2 separate regions of the Sus scrofa genome follow, and region 2 is linked to region 1. A link is a contact called in public HiChIP or PLAC-seq data. All regions are on one chromosome and are shown on one strand. Each heading gives the region's core, a stretch centred on a gene start, on an enhancer-like site or on the middle of the called end of the contact. The rest is flanking DNA. Distances are from core to core; before and after follow the strand shown.

What was found. HiChIP or PLAC-seq counts read pairs in DNA pulled down with a chosen protein or histone mark.
Region 2: an H3K27ac HiChIP or PLAC-seq map of skeletal muscle shows a contact between it and region 1. The contact joins two enhancer-like sites. A contact is called at or near these places in 2 of 2 datasets of contacts at active chromatin or transcription factors (alveolar macrophages and skeletal muscle).

Annotation. Positions count from the first base shown.
Region 1 is chr9:139,334,524-139,337,785 of Sscrofa11.1, reverse strand. All of the region lies in intron 1 of EGFR (epidermal growth factor receptor), which reads right to left. Among named protein-coding and RNA genes, the nearest start is that of EGFR, 34 kb to the right of the region's middle. Within about 2 kb of position 1,560, at least 53 of the 83 cell types and tissues checked have an H3K27ac peak or open chromatin away from gene starts, as enhancers often do. A contact at or near this core is called in skeletal muscle, where this site is marked.
Region 2 is chr9:139,475,314-139,478,575 of Sscrofa11.1, reverse strand. No RefSeq gene overlaps it. Among named protein-coding and RNA genes, the nearest start is that of EGFR, 170 kb to the right of the region's middle. Within about 2 kb of position 1,630, at least 16 of the 83 cell types and tissues checked have an H3K27ac peak or open chromatin away from gene starts, as enhancers often do. A contact at or near this core is called in skeletal muscle, where this site is marked.

The DNA.
Region 1 (3,262 bases), core at 311-2,810:
ACTGGGGTGGCGCTGGGACTTTTTAAGGCTCCCCCTGGGCGACGTGCAGCCAAGGTTTCAAAGGGCTGTTAGAGATGTGCTCCCAAGACAGCCAGGGAGGCAGGAGGAGCCATCACAGCTGCTCCCGTGGGCGAGGGTAACGGGCGACCCAAGGTCGGAGTCGTGGGGACGAAGGGCAGGAGGGACGGGACACAGTGGGGAAAACGGGGGGGTGGGTGGGTGGGGTCTAGGACACCCTAGGACACGGTGTGACTCAGGTGCACCGGGACAAGGGTGGAGATGGCAGGACGATGAAGCGACGACGCCCTGAGGAAGCCACAAGGAGCAAGGCCAGAGCGCACGGCGAGGGTGGGAACAGAGCTGTGGAGCCACCTCTGGGTCCAGGGTGTGAGCCGCCCAGAGCTCCAGGCCTCAGAGGAAGTTCGGGGCACGGGGTACCGAGATGCGGGTCCAGGGTCCGAGTGTGCTGAGAGGCCCTGCCGGCGGGTAGACCTGACCCAGGCCGCTCCTGTCAGGGCGAGATCGGCTCTTCTGCACAAGGGCTCCTGTCCTCAGGCGCTGTGTCACACCACAGTCACACCAACAGGAGGGCAACTAGGGCTGAACCCTGAGAAATTCGCTCAAGGTCAATGAAGGTCGAGCTGGGCTGGACTGGCGAGGCCAGGTACCTGCTCCAGGGCGGGCGCTCAGCCCCGGGGGGCGGGGGGGGGGGTCCACGAGAGGCCAAAGCAGGGGACCCCGGGCACTCAGACCTTCCAGAAAGGGGGGGGTGGGGAACCGGGGCAGAGAACAGAGGCGAGTGGCAGCAGCCCCGGGGCCCGACTTTCCTCTTCCAGGGCCGCCAGGAGGCCCCACGCGCCCGCGCGGATCAGCTGCTGATGACCGAGGAATCGGTCCACGGAGGGAAGGAGGGCGCCTGCCTTTTTCTCAAGCTGGGGGAGTGAAAACTCTTCCTCAGAACTCCTTTGGGAACTGGGTCTGTCTGCTTCAGACGAAACCAGCTCATAGTAAAGCAGAGCTGTTAAGAGCTTGGAAAACAGAAACCAGAAAACAAAGCGTGAGAGCTCATGTGATCACCTGATGCAAGAGACGCCAGCCCAGTGAGGTCACCTGGGACCTGGCTGGGTTGGGGCAGGAGCTGGCAGGCAAGCCCTCGGGGGAGGGGCGGGGGTGGGGGGGAGGTGGTCAGAAGCCTCAGACTTGCCACCCTCTGCATTTGAATTGTAACCTCAGCTTTTGGCCTCAGGCAGCTGGTTAACAGTTACTTAAGCCACGTTTCCCGTTTCCCCGAGGCCCAGGCGGGGCCTCGTGAGGGCTCCCGGCCGGCCTTCCCGCACACCCCCCCCCCCCGACCCCCCGACCCCGGCCCCAGGGAGCCAGCACGGCTCCGGAGGGAATCGCGGAGCTTCCGGTGCACCGCAGCCTCTGGGTCGCTGCGCAAGTCCCGCGCAGAATGCCGGCCCGGGCGCGGGAGGCTCCGGAGACCAGAGGCGGCTGAGCCAGAGCATCTCCACCAGCAGCCGCAACCGGACGCCCAATGGGCGGGCACTGGGGACCAGGCACCTCCTTGGAGCCGAGGCACGGAGCTGGGCTCATGTCTAGAGGCGCCTCCACTCTTCCGGGGCGGGGGAGGGGGGGGAGTCTCCCAGCCCCTGACTCCGGGGACAGAACGCCTGCAGGAGTCTGGCCGTGAGGTCTTATTTACTCAAAGTCGTGGCTCTGAAACATGTCAGGGAACCACAGGGATTTTCCTTGACTAAGCAAAACCCGTATTAAGCTGGTAATAATGAGAACAGCCTGCTGGAAGAATGTGCAGCAGAGCGCATTTTCTCCCGACCTAAGAAAGTGAAAATAACATATTTCTCATCAAAATTGCGTCCCTAGATGCTAGCTGGGGGGGGGGGATCTCTGGGGGTTGGGAACCCACGTTTTCTTCTCTTGTCCTCTCCCAGTCACAAGTTAGCCCTGTCTTTGGAGCCCCGCAGAGCTGAGCAGCTTGGGTGCAGAGACCCCAGGAGTCAGAGCCCAGAGCACAAGCTCTCCCAGGCTGTTCCCCCAGGACGGGCCCTCTGAAGGCCTGTCGAATTCCAGGGCAGTGCTGCCAGCCACCACCACCCCACTGGGAGCTGGGGCCCCAGCCCTTTCCACACGGCCTGCCCAGCCTCTGTTCCCTGGCCATGGACCACAGCCCTCCTGCAAGCAGTGGCACCCCCTCAACCCTGGGGCGCAGGCAGTGGTCCCCCTCCTGGCTCCTGCGCAGGACTGTCTCCTGAGGTTTCTGGGGAGGGCATCATTCAGTTTGCTTTCAGAGGAGCGCGACCAGCATGGGCCAGGTCGGCTCTAGCATCATCATTACTATTAAGGGTTGATTGATGACCAAGACACAAGTCTGAGGTTTGAAGAACGTGGAGAGTTAAAAACTGCAGGGCTCAGGCCAGGCCGTCAGAGACCCAGGCGCACAGTGGGGCTGCGGAACCCATTTCTCCACACGTTTCTAATTCCTGAGCAAAGTGCGTCAAAGGGGACGTCCGTGTCAGTCTGCTTTGCAAGGCTCACAGCTGACTGCTTCTCATTGTCAGTGCCCGCCCAGGGTCCCCCACGGCACCCCGGGAAGGGGAACCTTCATCTTATCTTACAGGAGAGAAAACTGAGGCCCAGGCCAAGGCCTGCAGGACTTGAGCAAACTCACGGTCAAAGGAAGCCCCCCAGAGCTGGGGTCGGAGTTCTCCCTTGGCCCCCAGCACCCCGTCCATCAGTGGTGCCGGGCTCTGAGCCTGCGCAGGTGAAGCTCGGGCGAGTTCTGCCCTCGGGAGCTGACGGTCTAGCTGGAGAGACACTTGGAGAGCAAACAAATACTCCGCAAGGTGAGAAAGGGCTTATAAAGGAAGATGCAGGACAAGCTTGCCCAGTAGAGGGAACAGCTTGTGCAAAAGCCCTGGGGGAGTAAGAGCTTCAGTTTGAGAAACAAAGCAGCAGCCGGTGTGGCTGGAGCCTAGTGACCCAGGGGTCAGAGGGTTAACAAGACACTGGCGGGGGCCGGGGGCGGGGGCCACAAAGGGAGGTGTGCATAAGTGCATCCTTGGACAAGGAGACTTCCGAGGGTCGTGACCCTAACTTGACCATCCTTAGGAAAAGGCTCTGAGGACGACGCCCACACACAGGTCGTTCTGTGGGGACGAGACACCCTTCACGCGAAGAGCTATAACCTGGAGCAGCAAGAGCAGAGCAAAGGAATGACCTCCCAGGGCACCTCTTAGGGTCA
Region 2 (3,262 bases), core at 381-2,880, 140 kb before region 1:
CTCTAAAGCCACTGCCTGCCTGTTTTAAAATGAAGTTCTTGCTGCCAGCAGACCTCTAACGTCAGCAGTTCTCCAGGACGTCTTCACTTCCAAGAGTTTCCGTTATACAGCAAGATTGCTTTGTAGCCAAGTTACCTCAAAGGGGTTTGTTTTAAAAAAAATAAGCAAATGGACCAACAATGCATTTCATCTGCCAGGTAGGGACTCTTGGCACTTATGCTGCCAGTTCAGACAGGAGAGCTGTAACCTGCGAGGGGTACTGTGCACTGACACGTGGAAGAGCAATGGACAGGACTGCTTCAGTTTTCATCCCTGACGCAGTTTATAAAAATACATAGAAAACGTGTTTCCTAAAGCAGGAATCCTCTTGCCGGACTCTTGCTTGTATACATGCCATCCAAGCACTCTCGCAATCGTCCCGCTATTCACCATCTCCCTTTGTGATCCGCTGCTAAGTCGGCTTTCTCCCCGGCCAGTAAAGGCTGCACAGTGGTTAGAGGCAGGGCGCCAGCAGCCAGCATGCTCACTGCCAGTCCAGCTTTAAGAGGACATGGACTTCCTTTCCTTCCGTTCCCCCCCCTGCCAGGGCTTGGGCACCTACTGCGGACCCTCCCCCAGAAGTCCCAGACCCTCGGCGATGGACCCTGGTGCTCTGTGCTTGGTTTAGGTCCTCAGTCCTGCGGTGCCCACATCTGCAGAATCTGCACATCCACACATCTGTGGCTAATTCCCAGTCCCGTGGCTCTTGGCCGGGACTCTACATCAGAATGACTTTAGGAGATTAACAAAGTATAAATCCTAGGTTTCATCGGCCTGAGTGAGACATGGCTGGGCCTCAAGATCTTCAAAAGCTACCCCACCCCAACTCTACCGTACGGCGCAGCTGAGAACCCCATCTCAAGGGCTGGAAGCCCATCGGTGGCATTGGTCAAATGTGGTAAACATTACAGGGAGGCTCTGCGGGTATTTCTAGGCCGTATCCTAAGTGCATATCCACTGCCCATACACACATGAAACAACGTGCATCAAGGTCAGACTGGCACACATAAACCAACAAAGAGCTGTTACTGTTTTTCTCGAATAAGCTGAATTTGTCTATTAGCGGTAACAGACAATAATTCTTTCCCACTGAACTGCCCCAGAGTCAACAGGACCTGCCGCAGATCAAGACGAAGCCAGGTGTGCTTGTTCCTTCTTGAAGACATGTAAAAACAGCTCCCTTCATCAGGACTGTGATCTGGCCTGGCTCTGCGAAAGCGGTGTGCCTTTCTGAGAGAGATGTCTGCTTCACTTAAATCCCTTTCAACAAAAATTTCAGGTTCAAATTTTCATTCTCTTGCAGTCTTTCTAAACTGTTTGCTTTTGTAGAAAAATGAGTTTTCCTAAAAATATACCTTACAAAGTTCAGTGCTCAGAAAAGTTACAAAAATAGACTTACATGTAAAAATGCTGTCTGCGTGTGTCTGCAATAGTACCAAAAGATGTGTCCCTGCTATTGCTGGTGTGACGGGTGACAGAGGCAAGGGTTTCTATTCAGAAAGGTTCTACGGCCCCAGCAAGGAAGTAAGCAGGTCAGGGTGTAATGTGCTCATCACAAGAGAGAAATGCAGAACAGACCAAGTTCCAGCGAGCAGCTCTCCCTCTGGGGCCGGAAACGGAATGTTCTAGCTGGCTTCTTAGAAAATGAAACTGTCTGGGGCTTCATCAAGGCTCAGATTTTCAGGATGAGCTGGCTTCTGTGACAAGGCAGCCGAGGCTCCTAGCGGCCACGTCCAGGCATAAAGCCTGGGCTGCTTCTGGTCCTGCCTCGCGACTCTTTCACAGGTCTCTCTGACTCTGCCCTGACCTGGGAGCATGGTGTAGACGCAGAGGCCAGCACAACTGAAGTGACCTTCAGGGAAGGGGTTCGACTCTGGCTTCCCACGTGGGGAAGCCCCGGGATTCCAGTTCCATTGGTCCTGTTATGCCCACCGGGGACCCCAATGGGCAGCGAGGGTGAGGGCCTCGAGTCACTGTAACTCCACAGCCTCACGCCCCAGGCGCACAGCCCCGGCCTGCGCTGGGTGCACCAGGGGCCCAGGGCCAGCGGACCCTGCCAGCACTTCCTCGGCACCAGCTGCCTCCCAAAATGGAGCTCAGCAGGGTCACTGGGGGTGCTCAGAAAGTCCCTGGGCCCAGGCAGCACCTGAGACAAATTCCATCACTCCCACTCCCCAGAGCAGCCGGCCTGGGAACCGCTGCCTTCGTACTTTGTGATCCATGGCTCACACGTATCTGCACTTTTGGCAGAGGAGGGGCTAAAGCTCAAAATTAAGAAATACCTAAGCATTTGGAAGATTCATCTCGGTCCTCTCGAGGTGACAGAGCTACTTTTCATAGAGCTTGATGATGACAGGGACCCTTAAGGAGTCTGTGAGAAGATTATATAAGGCCCATGGCACAGCGGACCCTTGAATGACTCAGGGGTTGGGGTGCTGTCCCGCCAACCTATAACCTTGCCACTGGCCCGCTTGAGCCACTGGGTTTTTTTAATCCACAGACTCAACTAAGTGGGGTCGTGTAGTGCCATCCTGTTCACTATTGAAAAAAAAATCCACCCACACCATTCAAACCTGTGTTGCTCAAGGGTCAGCTGTAAATGTTAGCTTCTAACTCTTACCATCCCCTGATCTGTCTCCAAAGGCCAGACATGGAGCTGGCCTTCCAGGACCTGGCCAAGGAAGAAACAGTGGACTGGCTCTCCGTGGGGCCTCAGGGCCTGGTGTCAGCTAGGAGAACCAAAGTGACAAGTGGCAGCTTTGGGATCGGGCCAGAGCCACGACGTAGGAATCCCGCAGCCCTAGGAGCCCCACTCCTGACCGCCAGGGACCTCTGGCCCTGAACCTCCCTGGACAGAGAAAGAACATTTGGGAAACTCAATCCTAAGAGAATTTAGCAGTTAGATTTCATGCAGGAAGCTTGAAATACAAAGAAAAAAAAAGCTTGACTAGCTCTTGCTCTTTTATTACATTATAGTAAAATATCTCAAATTACAAAAATGCTAGGATTTTCCTGCTGGGTCAGCATGTCACTGACCTCCCAAGCTCTGGGGCTTGAGGACACAACAAGTGACAGTAGAATGCGAATCATTCTCTCTCTCTGTGCTGGTAACTATCTCGCTGGCGGGCTTTCCTTCTGAGGAGAGTAAATAACAAACGTGGTTTGGTGAAAAGGGCATCAAATTTCAGATTCTTAGGAATGTTAGTTAACCTTCCAGGAATCA